Regions from separate parts of the Capsicum annuum genome. Here region 2 is linked to region 1. A link is a contact called in public Hi-C data. All regions are on one chromosome and are shown on one strand. Each heading gives the region's core, a stretch centred on a gene start, on an enhancer-like site or on the middle of the called end of the contact. The rest is flanking DNA. Distances are from core to core; before and after follow the strand shown. Region 1 overlaps LOC107870654 (lysine-specific demethylase JMJ25). Region 2 overlaps LOC107870656 (DExH-box ATP-dependent RNA helicase DExH5, mitochondrial).

What was found. Hi-C and Micro-C count contacts between places; a contact is called where the count stands out from the background.
Region 2: a Hi-C map of leaf shows a contact between it and region 1, with 4 times the contacts expected there. The contact joins two enhancer-like sites. A contact is called at or near these places in 3 of 5 Hi-C or Micro-C datasets (bud, leaf and placenta).

The regions. Positions count from the first base shown.
Region 1 is chr5:53,516,823-53,522,762 of UCD10Xv1.1, reverse strand. LOC107870654 (lysine-specific demethylase JMJ25) reads right to left here. Exons shown (of 12, transcript XM_047413005.1): 11 at 4,028-4,147; 12 at 2,585-3,097. The coding sequence ends at 3,077. Among protein-coding and RNA genes, the nearest start is that of LOC107870654, 15 kb to the right of the region's middle. Within about 2 kb of position 2,657, at least 2 of the 5 cell types and tissues checked have an H3K27ac peak or open chromatin away from gene starts, as enhancers often do. A contact at or near this core is called in leaf, where this site is marked.
Region 2 is chr5:53,941,265-53,947,204 of UCD10Xv1.1, reverse strand. It overlaps LOC107870656 (DExH-box ATP-dependent RNA helicase DExH5, mitochondrial), which reads left to right. Exons shown (of 19, transcript XM_016717248.2): 19 at 1-308. Among protein-coding and RNA genes, the nearest start is that of LOC107870656, 61 kb to the left of the region's middle. Within about 2 kb of position 3,619, at least 1 of the 5 cell types and tissues checked has an H3K27ac peak or open chromatin away from gene starts, as enhancers often do. A contact at or near this core is called in leaf, where this site is marked.

The DNA.
Region 1 (5,940 bases), core at 1,408-3,907:
TAAATCTCAGTTATACATGACAACGATGTCAAGTTACCAATTGGATAAATATTAAAGGTATTAGTCAAAAGCCAAAAAAACATAAGATAGCAAACTCCATCGTTTCTAATGAGCAAGCTTCTAAAGGAAGGAATTATCCTTAGTGGAGCAAGCCGAAGTGGAGCAATTACTTCCGATGGATAGTGAGTGAACTTAGACCTGTCATTTTCCTTGGTGTCAAACCTCTTGGATGGTTCTATTCCACGTAGAAACTCTTAACTCTTGCTTCGTGACCTCTATGATATCTGCAAGATTCCATGTTTATTGCACGAATGTCTTGGTTTTTCACCCGATTCTCATAGTGGAGATGGGAGGTTTAGATCATAAAAGACAACTTTGAGCTTCTTTGAAATCTCTGTTGCTCCGATCATAAAATATTTTTGCCTGTATGACAAATTACAATGAAGGGAGACAACTTCAGCACTAACAGAACATATAAAATGAATTTAAATAAATAAAGTAACATTAGATTTTTATAATCCCAGTAGATCCATATTCATAACTCCTTACAAAACTATCAGGGAACTTTCCCACTGAAAACAAAAATTAGTATATTAATCCTTTTAGATTTCCAAATAAAACTAGGTTCTTTCAGATTCTCACCTCCTTAAGGACATCTACATTGATCTCAGACTTTAATAAAGAATCCTCGACACATGGTTTGGTGGTAGTCATCCTCAAGCCTCCCCCCCCCCCCCCCCCCCCCCTATTTTCATATTTGTGATGGCAGTTGTTTTTCTAGATGTGCATTCTCAAAGTTGGAGTTTAATGAAATTCTCCCGCTTTGAAAAAAAGATGTTACTAATTCAGGACTGCACTTGTAGGCTTGGCTTTTCAAGGGAGAGAACAATGTGAAGAGAAGCTCTACTCCAGAATTAGCTACGCGAATTCTCGTTCTTTCTTGTGTCCTAAGCCGTACAAAGTTTATGGTTCAGGACTTTGTTGACACAATAGCAGGTGGAAATAGTTCCATTGGAGTCTTGTTTAGTTTAATATTTTAATTAATTTAATTTCCAACCAATAGAAAGTTGTCACATATTTAATGAAATATTTAATTATAGTTTTAAAAAGGGGAAAAGGACAAAAATAACACCTACAACTAAAATAATTTCACAAAATTAGCATCTAAATTTAAAAACTCAGTAAATAGCCACCATCATAACCATTTATATGGTAGTAGTGAAATACACTTTACTGAATTAATAATACTGAAACTTGTTTGAATCTTCAACCCAGAACAAAGTCTCTCTCTTTGTTTTATTTTTTTAAGCTAAACCCAAAATCCTCTCTCTCTCACTTTCTCTCTCTTCTTCTTCTTCATACATGGCGCGATCTCTGCAACTCCAAAGCTATTTTCCTCTTCTATACATACATTCACTTTCTACAAGTCATCCTCTATTTCCTTCTTCGGATTTCCTCTATAAAAGGTGTATTTATGTGGTATATATACTGTATCGACGTGGTATAAAAGTGTATCAATGCAGTATCAAAGTGTATCAATGTAGTATAAAAGTATATCAATATGGTATAAAAGTGTATCAATTGGATATAGAGACCGCATGCGACCGACGTGCCAAATTGCTAAAACCCGAAATTAAATGGGGCCAACTGGCTCCAATTGTCCAACTTTTAAAATTGTTGGCCATTTCTTTTCAAAATGGTCAACCCATGTCCTTTTCCCTTTAAAAAAAAATGATAGTTTAAGGGTATATTTGAGTCATAAAGGTGGATGGAGGGGTATTGTTGGCCCAATAGGTAAACGAAGGGTATTTTTGAACCAATTCCAATAGTTGAAGGGTATTTCTGACACCTTTTTCGTAAAAACTATGTAATTGCTTTATAAATTTGTATTTGTGTAATATATAAAATACCTTTCTGTAGATATATATATAAAAATTGTATAGAATGTGTATAACTATACTAACTACAACAACAACAACGAACCCAGTATATTGCCAAATAGTGGAGTCTGAGGAGGGTAGAATATACGCAGTCTGTACCACTACCTCTAGAGAGGTAGAGAGATTGTTTCCGATAAGACCCCCGGCTCAAGACTATAACTGTACTAACTATTATATAAAAATATATCTAGATAATTATTACAGTTAAATGTTGTATGAAATGTGTATTAAAACTATAATAACATATATAAAAACTATATATACATATATATTGTAGCTTACGATTGTATAAGATGTGCATAAGAATCGAGTAATTATTATATAGAATATATATTTGTATATAATATGCATATAGGTTGTACCACTTATATGGAATATGTATTCAGCATAAAATATGTACCTGTGTCTGGAATAAAAAATGCGTGCATCTAGTACCAGATACGCATTGGTACAAGTACTTGCTATTATTACTCTTGTTGTATTTAATTGACATTAGAAAATTATATTTGATTGCTACAATAAAAGAAGAAAAACTACAAAACTAAAAGGAATAAAAAAAGAGAGCAATGTTTTGAAAGAAAGCCACCAATAAAGAAAAGAAAAAGAAACAGCGACAAAAAAACCAAAGAAAGGAGCAACAGTGATCAAGAGGTCAAATGGCTACAGTATGGAAATATAATTTGATGGTCATTTTTGGTGGCAATTGTTTGGCCCAGGGGCCATTTTCATTCTTTCTACAGTACGGAGATATAATTCGATGGTCATTTTTGGTGGCAATTGTTTGGCCCAGGGGCCATTTTCATTCTTTCCCAAAACTTAAAGATTGCACATAAATGGCCCCAGAAACTGAAAGAAAAATTAGTCAGCCCATATACAAGGGGATTTAACTAAATACAGCCAAACATGGATAATCCTACATATTAACCAAAAAGTGCTTCAGTTAGAATAATCCTACATATTCATAATCCAAAAAGTGCTTCACTTAGAGCCTCTGTCAAATCATCTCAAAATCCTCTTTCGTTCTGCTGAACCTCGTCTTGTCACCTTTTAAATCCTGGCAATTCCAATTCTGATCACCTCTCTCTGAATTTTCATTATCATCTTCCTTACCGGTGTGATTTTGTGTTTTTTTTTCCTCACTCTTGCCAGTCAATTTCCTATGAATCAAGGTACAGAGTTAGTCTATCACATGATAAGGCACCATGAAATCTACACAAAGAAAACGACAATGACACGGAGGGTGATCATTCATATAAAAGTAATTTAAATGCAAATAATTTTAGCTTGGAAGTTGGAAGCAAGACAACACTTTGTACTGTGAGCAAGAACCAATACTCCACTGTGATAACCACGAAATTGAAGATAAATTCTTTCCGCAAAAATTTAAAGGCATGTAATGAAGTGATTTTTATTTTTGTAACAAAGAACGAAACCTAGATTAACTCAGAAATGAGAATTGTGATTGACAGGGCATTCTGATTTCATGATATGAACTCGCTTGAGAAACTATTGACCAGAAGAAACAAATATTTACATGTAGATTGCTTACCACATACACAAACTATGGGAAAAGTTCACATAAACAGGGTTACTAGAGGTGAATAGGTACCACACAAAAAGATAGAGTTGATGAGACCTACTTTTCCAATACAGCTACAGCTTCTCTCACTGCGTGAATACTCATTTTCTTCACCTGTCACAATTAAGCAAGCAAATACAATTTCCACATGAACAAATAGAAACAGATCAAGATAACTTTTTCATGATAAAAATGTGACCATATGTCAATGAATGATTAATTATAAGATTATTTAAATATTCTCCTGATTCACACTTCTCAAATGCATGATTCACTTTTATTTTTTAAATTGGTAACATGAACTCACTGTCACTTAATAACAGTATAAAACATCCAAATTCTGGAAAGCTAAAGAAGAAAGCAATAGACCATAGAAACAAGGTTGAAGTATAAAACACCAAGTGACCAAAAAACCAAACTACCATAATCACTCCTTCAATAAAATACTATAAGCACTTCGGAACAAATAGAAGCAAAGAACTCAAACTCCTTAACCAATTAGATATACCTCCAACTTGTCCTCCTTGGCCCTATGATTTTGTGGAAGAGTGCGGAACTCTTCAGTCAGACGGATGCATTCATGAAGATTTTCGGGAGACACAAAATCAAGAGCAACTTTTATACAGGACTGTTACACAAAGATAAAAGTACTATCAAGTCATCATCAGTCCAAGTGCAGAATAGCATAGTCAAGTAAATACTAGCAACCAGATGAAGACAGTAAATATATTAATGAATTTCACACATAAAAGATAAAAACAATCACTCAAACTTGCAGTTCAAGATTAGCAGAAACAACTTGTGAGAAAAAATATTATTGAATTGTTGTGTTTACATAATTACATTGAGACCCTATTTATAGACACTATTTCTCAATCCTTTTTCAGATAGGATTTTATATACTATTCTTATTTTTACTCATATTCTAACACTCCCTCCTCAAGATGGTGCATACCAGCCATATGTACTTATTACAAATGTAATTAAGACAGAGACAGATGAGGAACTTGGTGAAGATATCCGCAAGTTGATCACTTGACGTCACAAATTTTGTAATAATATCTCCTAACAGTATCTTCTCTGACAAAATGACAATCAATCTCTATGTGTTTAGTCTTCTCATGAGAAGTTTTCATCTGTGCTCTTGATGCTTTCTGTGTGAAGAGCAAGCAGAGACAATAAACCATCTTTTTGGCGTTGCAAGTGGACTAATCAGATATGGCAGATGTTCATCAATATGAGGAAGCTAATATGGATGAAACCAAATAGTATCAAAGGGGTTCTAAAGTGTTGGAACAGTGATGGCAATGCAGCAAAGAAGGAAGAGAGATGGAAGATTGTCCCAGCTAGTATTTGGTGGTCAATGTGGCTGGAACGAAACCAGAGACGTTTTGAAGGGAAGCAGAGAACATGCAGCAGTTTAAGTCAAATTGTCTAGCTCTGTATTACTTTTAGTGTAAACAGTTAGTGATAGAACAAACAGAAGCAATTAATGCAGCTATTGACTGGTTGTAATTTGGGACCTATGTAACTACAACACTTTTGAAGGGGATTACATATTCAAATGTAGTATACTTGTGGATATTAATATAAACTAACAGTTACCTTTCCTCAAAATAAATAAATAAATAAATAAATAAAAAATAAATACAAGTTACCTTTCTCAAAAGTTCTTTTTACTTCTAGTTAAATGATTTATAGCTACCCCAGACCCTACACATAGCGGGAGCTTTAGTACACCGGGCTGCCCTTTTTTTTTAAAATGATTTATAGCAATAGAAAAGGTTTGTTTAAAACCATAATTGCAAGTGTCTTACTTTCTTTCTTAAACTTTGTGACAAGTCAAACGGTGCCACATAAATTGGGACGAAGGGACTAATATTTAGCCACTTCATAGTTAGTTAGACAAATATATCCCAAAACTAAACTCAAAAACCTACACTTCTTCTACTTCGGTTCTTCTTGTGTGTTGCTGCTGCTGCTTCTTTGTCACATCCCTAATCCATCTTCTTTCAGATCTAGGTGTCCAAAGCTGTAATTTTTTAGTTAAACCTTCCCATCACATAAATTAAGAAATGATTTGCCAAAGCAGACCTCACCAACATCATATGAAGAATACTTTGAGTAGGTGAAAGCTTTTAATCATATTATCGTCGTAGTATATGGAAGCTAAATCTAGGTGTCCAAAGCTGTAATTTTTTAGTTAAAACTTCCCATCACATAAATTAAGAAATGATTTGCCAAAGCAGACCTCACCAACATCATATGAAGAATACTTTGAGTAGGTGAAAGCTTTTAATCATATTATCGTCGCGGTATATGGAAGCTAATGGATATATCGGAGTAACTGACATACTTGTCTGGAAGAGATGATTGGTTGCTTTTATCTCAAATAGAGAATAAAAACTTCGAACAAATAAA
Region 2 (5,940 bases), core at 2,370-4,869, 420 kb before region 1:
GACTACCTCTGATATCTGGAAGTAAAGCTAAATCCGAGGGAGAGGAACAAAGCTGGCCTCTGTTGACTTGTCCCAGTTTTGCCTCTGCAGCTGTTCAGTCTGCTCATCGAGCCAATGCTACAATATCTTTGCGATCAGGAAATGCTTCATATTTTTGCGAAGCAGATCAAATGCTCCAGTATTGTTATGCTTAGTGATTTTATCCTTTGTATATATTAATGGTTAAGAATGACTCCTATTTTGCAATTAATGGTCGTTCTAAGAATTTTGGAATTTCAGCAATCCAGATTTTTCTTTTCGAATGCTTATTTGGAGGGTTATCGCCTGTTTGGTTATATGTCGGGGCTATTTGATTGCTCATGATCAATATAGGCAGAGCCTCGAGCAATATCCTTTGTGTGTGCGCGCACAGATTTCAAGTGGTTTGCATGTAGAAGCTATATTCTCACTGTTAGCATTTTCAAAAGGTTCAGGTTCATTCGTTTAGTGGAAGGTACCACATGCTTCATTAGCGTACGGAGGACTTTCAAAATATTGTTACTTGTGTCACACTCTGTATATGAACTTGTAATTTAAAGCACTTTGGACCCCCTTTACATCTGCACTAGAATCTTTATTTGTGTCAAGGGGATATAAAAATTATGTCTAGCAAGAAATCATTTCTAACTTTATTGCGTGGCGACACTTTTGATAAAGGAGTTTTAATTCGACTTCTGCCCCTACAGCTCCGCCCTTGGGTTCCACGAAGAACTTGTGTTCTGTCGGGATGACAATGGGGTGCGGGTGCGGGTTTTGGGCAATGCGGTGCAAGGTATGGTGGGTTGAAAAGTTGAAATAATCATTTAAAAAATAATGCGGGAGCGGGTTGTGAGATTTTGCGGATTTAAACAAAACAAAAGCTAAAAAAAAATAAAAAAATTATTTCAACAAAGTACTTTTTTTTAGAAAAATAAATACTTTAAAAACACTAATAATATCAGTTATTAGTTGTTTATGCTATACACAAAACACTTGGAAGTAAAAAGATTAAAATCCAGTAACATATAATTAGATACTATAGAGTCGGGAGCCTAAAAGACTTAAGTGTTTTTCTTTGAAAATTTTAGAAGGGCATATGAAAATGAGCAAATTTCAAAATGAACAAGGTAAACACGTGTTTATCTAGTTCACTAAAAGTTAACGTTTTTAATTACTTGATAAAGTGTAAAGTAAAATCATGATTTTACTTTGCAAGGTAAATGAAGTCATTTACCTTATCCTTTGATTGAAAATGAGAGTTAGAAATTTAATGATGTTAATGTACTCATTCCGTCTATCTTTATTTGTCCATTTTTCTATTTTAAGATGTCCAACAATACTTGTCCAATTTATAAAATCAATGAATAATTTATTCATTTTTACCTATTTACCCTTACTATTAAATACAATACATCACTTATTGCATTTTTCAAAGAAAAAAGGACCCAAATATTCGCATCAAGATGGTTCGCTAAACATGCCTTTTCTCCCTTTAATGTGCCTCTCAAAATAGTCTTAGACTGATGCTTACTTTGCGTGGCATATACGTCATATTGTGATGATCTTAGATGGACAAACTGTTGATTTCCATATCTATACACAAAGAAAATTAAAATTAGTTTTGATATGTTGTTTCATAAACATTTATGTGAAGTAATAATTTGATGAATTGACCAGTTTACACAAGCATGCAACTAAAGGGAGTTTGGAGCTTAAAGGGCAAGTTTTTTACACATGCATGTTCAAACTTAACATCTTTGTTGTGCAAACAATAATTCAAAAAAGAATTAGATAGACAATAATGATTTAACCTAGGTTTAGGCTTAACACATTGGCACGATAACAATAACATTTTGCAAATTAGTAAAAGCTAAAAAGATGATTAATAATATTAATACTACATACTTGTTTGTTAGGTATTGGAATGATTATATAAAAAGGTGATTGAAATATACCTTAAAATGCAAGATTTTTGATGAAATAGACTTTCAGCAAGAACAAACACTCAAAATAATGTGAATGAAGAGAGTGAAACAGGTGCAAACAAATAATCTGAATAACAAATGAAAGAAACAGGTGGTTTATAAAAGAAAATTAATAAGGGACACATTTTACTTTGTAAGGTAAAACAGTCTCCCAACCTTGCACTGCAGTTGAAATAAATTCTTCACTAAATACTCCTCCGTTCATAAATACTTATTCACTTTTGCCATGACATATACCTTAAGAAACAACAATAGATGGGTGATTTTACTATATTAGCCTTTGAATATAATAAATTTTTTGTTTTGAAAAATGTAATGAGTGATGTATTGTATTTAATATCAAGAATAAAATAGGTAAAACTAGATATTTATCCATTGATTTAATAAACTAAACGCATATTGCTAGACACCCCAAAATGGACAAGCATTGGTGGCATTAAATTCCCAGCCCTCACCAACTTTTTCATCAAAAAAGAATGTAAGTGACTTTATTTACCTTACATTTTACCTTGTAACTAACGATGTTAACTTTTAATGAATAAGATAAACACTTGTTTGTTTTGAATTTTTTTCATTTTCATATGCCTCTTTAAAATTTTAAATTACCTTTACACTCCAAACTCCTATATTCTACGAATCCATAGAATCTGTTTCATGACTTCTGTTGCAATTTCGTTTCTCATATTGCTCACCGTATATAATATGGCATATGGTTACTTGTTACTCTAATTATGCATCTAAGATCAGAAAGCAATTTAGGCATGTAGCCACAGTTAAATATCATGAACTTAAATCACACAATATCAACGTAGCATGTGAACAAGAGTCTGTTTTGCTAGAAACTAAAAGCTAAAGATTATAGGCTGCATAATGTAAACTGCATAACAAAAGCAAAATATGCGGGGCATGGCAAAATCAAACAATTATGGCACTGATTACTTGCTTAATTATCTTTTAATAAGTACTTACTATTTTAAAACATTGCTCTGTTGTTTATTACTACCATTGATAACAATTGCACTATGTATTAAAAATATATTATGGATGCAATATAGATGTATTATGTGTTTTAAAATGTATTATGTTTGTTAGATAAGAAATCTGCACAATGTATTAAAAGTGATTTATGCATGTAATACAAATATATTATAATTATTATATTTGAAAAAAATTCTATTACTATAAATTATAAATACTTTTTAAATATAAAATATCTATATAATTTTTCTAAAATTATGCTATGTGAGGCGGGGCTGTTCAAAATCTATGGATTTAATTCGGCTTTGCCCTCACATCTGCCCTGCTCCGCCCCATTAGCATCGCTAGTTCTATGGCTTGCAATAAATAATTGGTAATACTTTTCTACCAACCGTGAAAGAAATAGAAGAATTAAGTTTTAGGGTGTGTTCCATATGAAGGAAAATATTTTTTATGAAAATAAATTATTTTTTATTTAATTTTTTGTGTTTGATATAAAAGTAAAAAAATATCTAAAATCTATTTATATATATTTAATGCAACAATGAAAATGGATTGGAGCGGACTGATGCATATGGTGTTGGGGGGTGGGGGATGGGCGAGGAGGGAGGGCAGGGTGGGTTGGAAAAAGAAAACTGAAAGAATTTATGAGGGTGTGGGTTGTGGGGTGGGTTGAGTTTGGGATTTGGTGTCTCAAAGAGGTTTTTTATTATTATTTCGATAATTGGGTATCTTGACCAGCCTTTGTATGTCTCAATTAATTAAATTAAATATCTGTTAACTCTCACTAATAATAAATATCATATAACTTTATACATCAAAACTAGAACAAATAAAAAGAATTACCTAATATTTTTGATCTCTATTAAAAGTTAAACCTAAAACGTTAGATTCTCAAACCATGTCATGTTTATACAAATATTCGAGACTTTTAGTGAGATCTCATGATTCTCCGTCACATAAGATTGACCATGAAGCCACCCCCTTAAATGCACACCAAAAAGCTAAACTTTATATGATATGAGTACTACTTCTTGATTAAAACATTCCGCATTTAAGTGAAACAAATTCCACTTTCAAAAATCCAAAAAACTAAGTGTATACATAATAAGTACATAATTTAGGCCATTGAAATGTATCAAATACTACTTGTACTAATTAAAGAGGTGAATCTATATAAACAACTTTAGCTCAAGATTAGAATGACTATTAGTTCAACATTCTCTTTTTCCTTGCCTTCTGTGATGCTTCCTCCAATTCAGTTTAGCAAATAAACAAACTGAAAAAAAAAAAGCAAGATAAATTAGCCAACAAGTATAGATGCAAAGCAAATTGGCTGCCAATTATATGTCAATATTGTTATTCCAACTCGACACAGAGACAAACAATAATTCTAGATTAAACAGTTATTACCTTAATACTAAATCATATCATATATGTGTATAAAAATTATGTTGGGTTTAAGCGGTGTGAATGGAAAATGAATATGTGTTTTTTTAAAAAGACACCAAGAGAAAGAATGCAATTTGAATAGGCGCCTTTTCGGTTTGAATGATTATGACCTTTCCGATGGGTTGTGACTTTTTCGAAGAGTTGTACATTTTTCGAAGAGTTGCTACCTTTATGAAGGGATGCACCTTTCCAAATCATTGCTTCTGCTCATGAAGCAATACCTTGATGGTAATAAATACCTGAATTTTTCCTCGGGTGTAGATATGAAATTTTGAAGAAAAAATACTGTTCTTTTTTGAAAAAACTCTAGTGTAATTTGCTCTTATTGAGTGCGTTTGTAATTTGACAGAATTTGAGGTACCGCTATTCCGTCGAAGTGATTCATTTATCTTGGGAGGATATATTTCATAACCTCGGATACTTGAGGGGAATAATTTTCTTAAGGACACACCGTGAATTTGGTGGACTTGAATCTTTCTGTTTCATCTCTTTTTCATAAAGTTGGTTTTTACTGTTTTTCTAGAAAATAGTTTAAACTTCATATTGATAGTTCTTCAACCGTTTGAACTTGTGTTTGAAGTTCTTGAAATTTCATTTTGATAGTTCATAAGTTGGTTGAAGTTCTTAACATTTGATTTTTTCTATTTTCAAGAAAAAAATAGTTTGAACTTCATTTTTGATTGTTCATAAGTTGGTTGAATTTATTGTAAAAAATTCAAAGTTGTAAATATAGAGTTTAAACTTCATTTTATTGTTCAAATGTAATTTGAACATGTATTTGAAGTTATTGTTGAAAAAATACAGATTTTACTAAATCAGAGATACAACAATCTTAAGAAAATTATAAAAATATTTATTTTAGTGCTTGTTTGGTGAAAGAAAGAAAAGAATACCACTATTTATAAATCAAGTAATTGGTTAATTTGTATTGTGTTTGATTTTGTGGAGACTAAGATCTTTTGATTTCTACTCCCTCGATTAGAAAAATATAAAAACTTTACCAAGAAATCAGTATGGAATTCGGTTTGAAGAATATAAAAACTGCACTGATTAGATAAACTCTCTGTATTGGTTTCTAGAGTTTAAAACCTATGGGTATTCACTTTGTTTGCATTTGATGCTGATTTGAAGTCATAAAAATTTTGTAATATTTTAAAGTCATTCGGTTGGTGATTTGAAGATATAAAAACTTCATCGTTGACTAAAAACAAGTTGGATAAAGATTAAAATCTTTATTTTTAGTATTCTAAAATACTAAAGTGTATGTCAAAGATTGACAGAAAAATGATGAATGAAACTGAACAACAAATTAATTCGATTATGAATGGTGTTGTCGCAACGACAACCAATGTTGCATCATTAAGTCCTTCAGATATTGTTCTAGCAATGAATATGACAGAGAAATCGAAAAAAAATATTTTGGTGTGAACTTCAAAGAATGACTGTAAACGATGTTATTTTGGCTGACCAAACTTGAAATGAAAATGTTCACAAGTATAAATCCTCA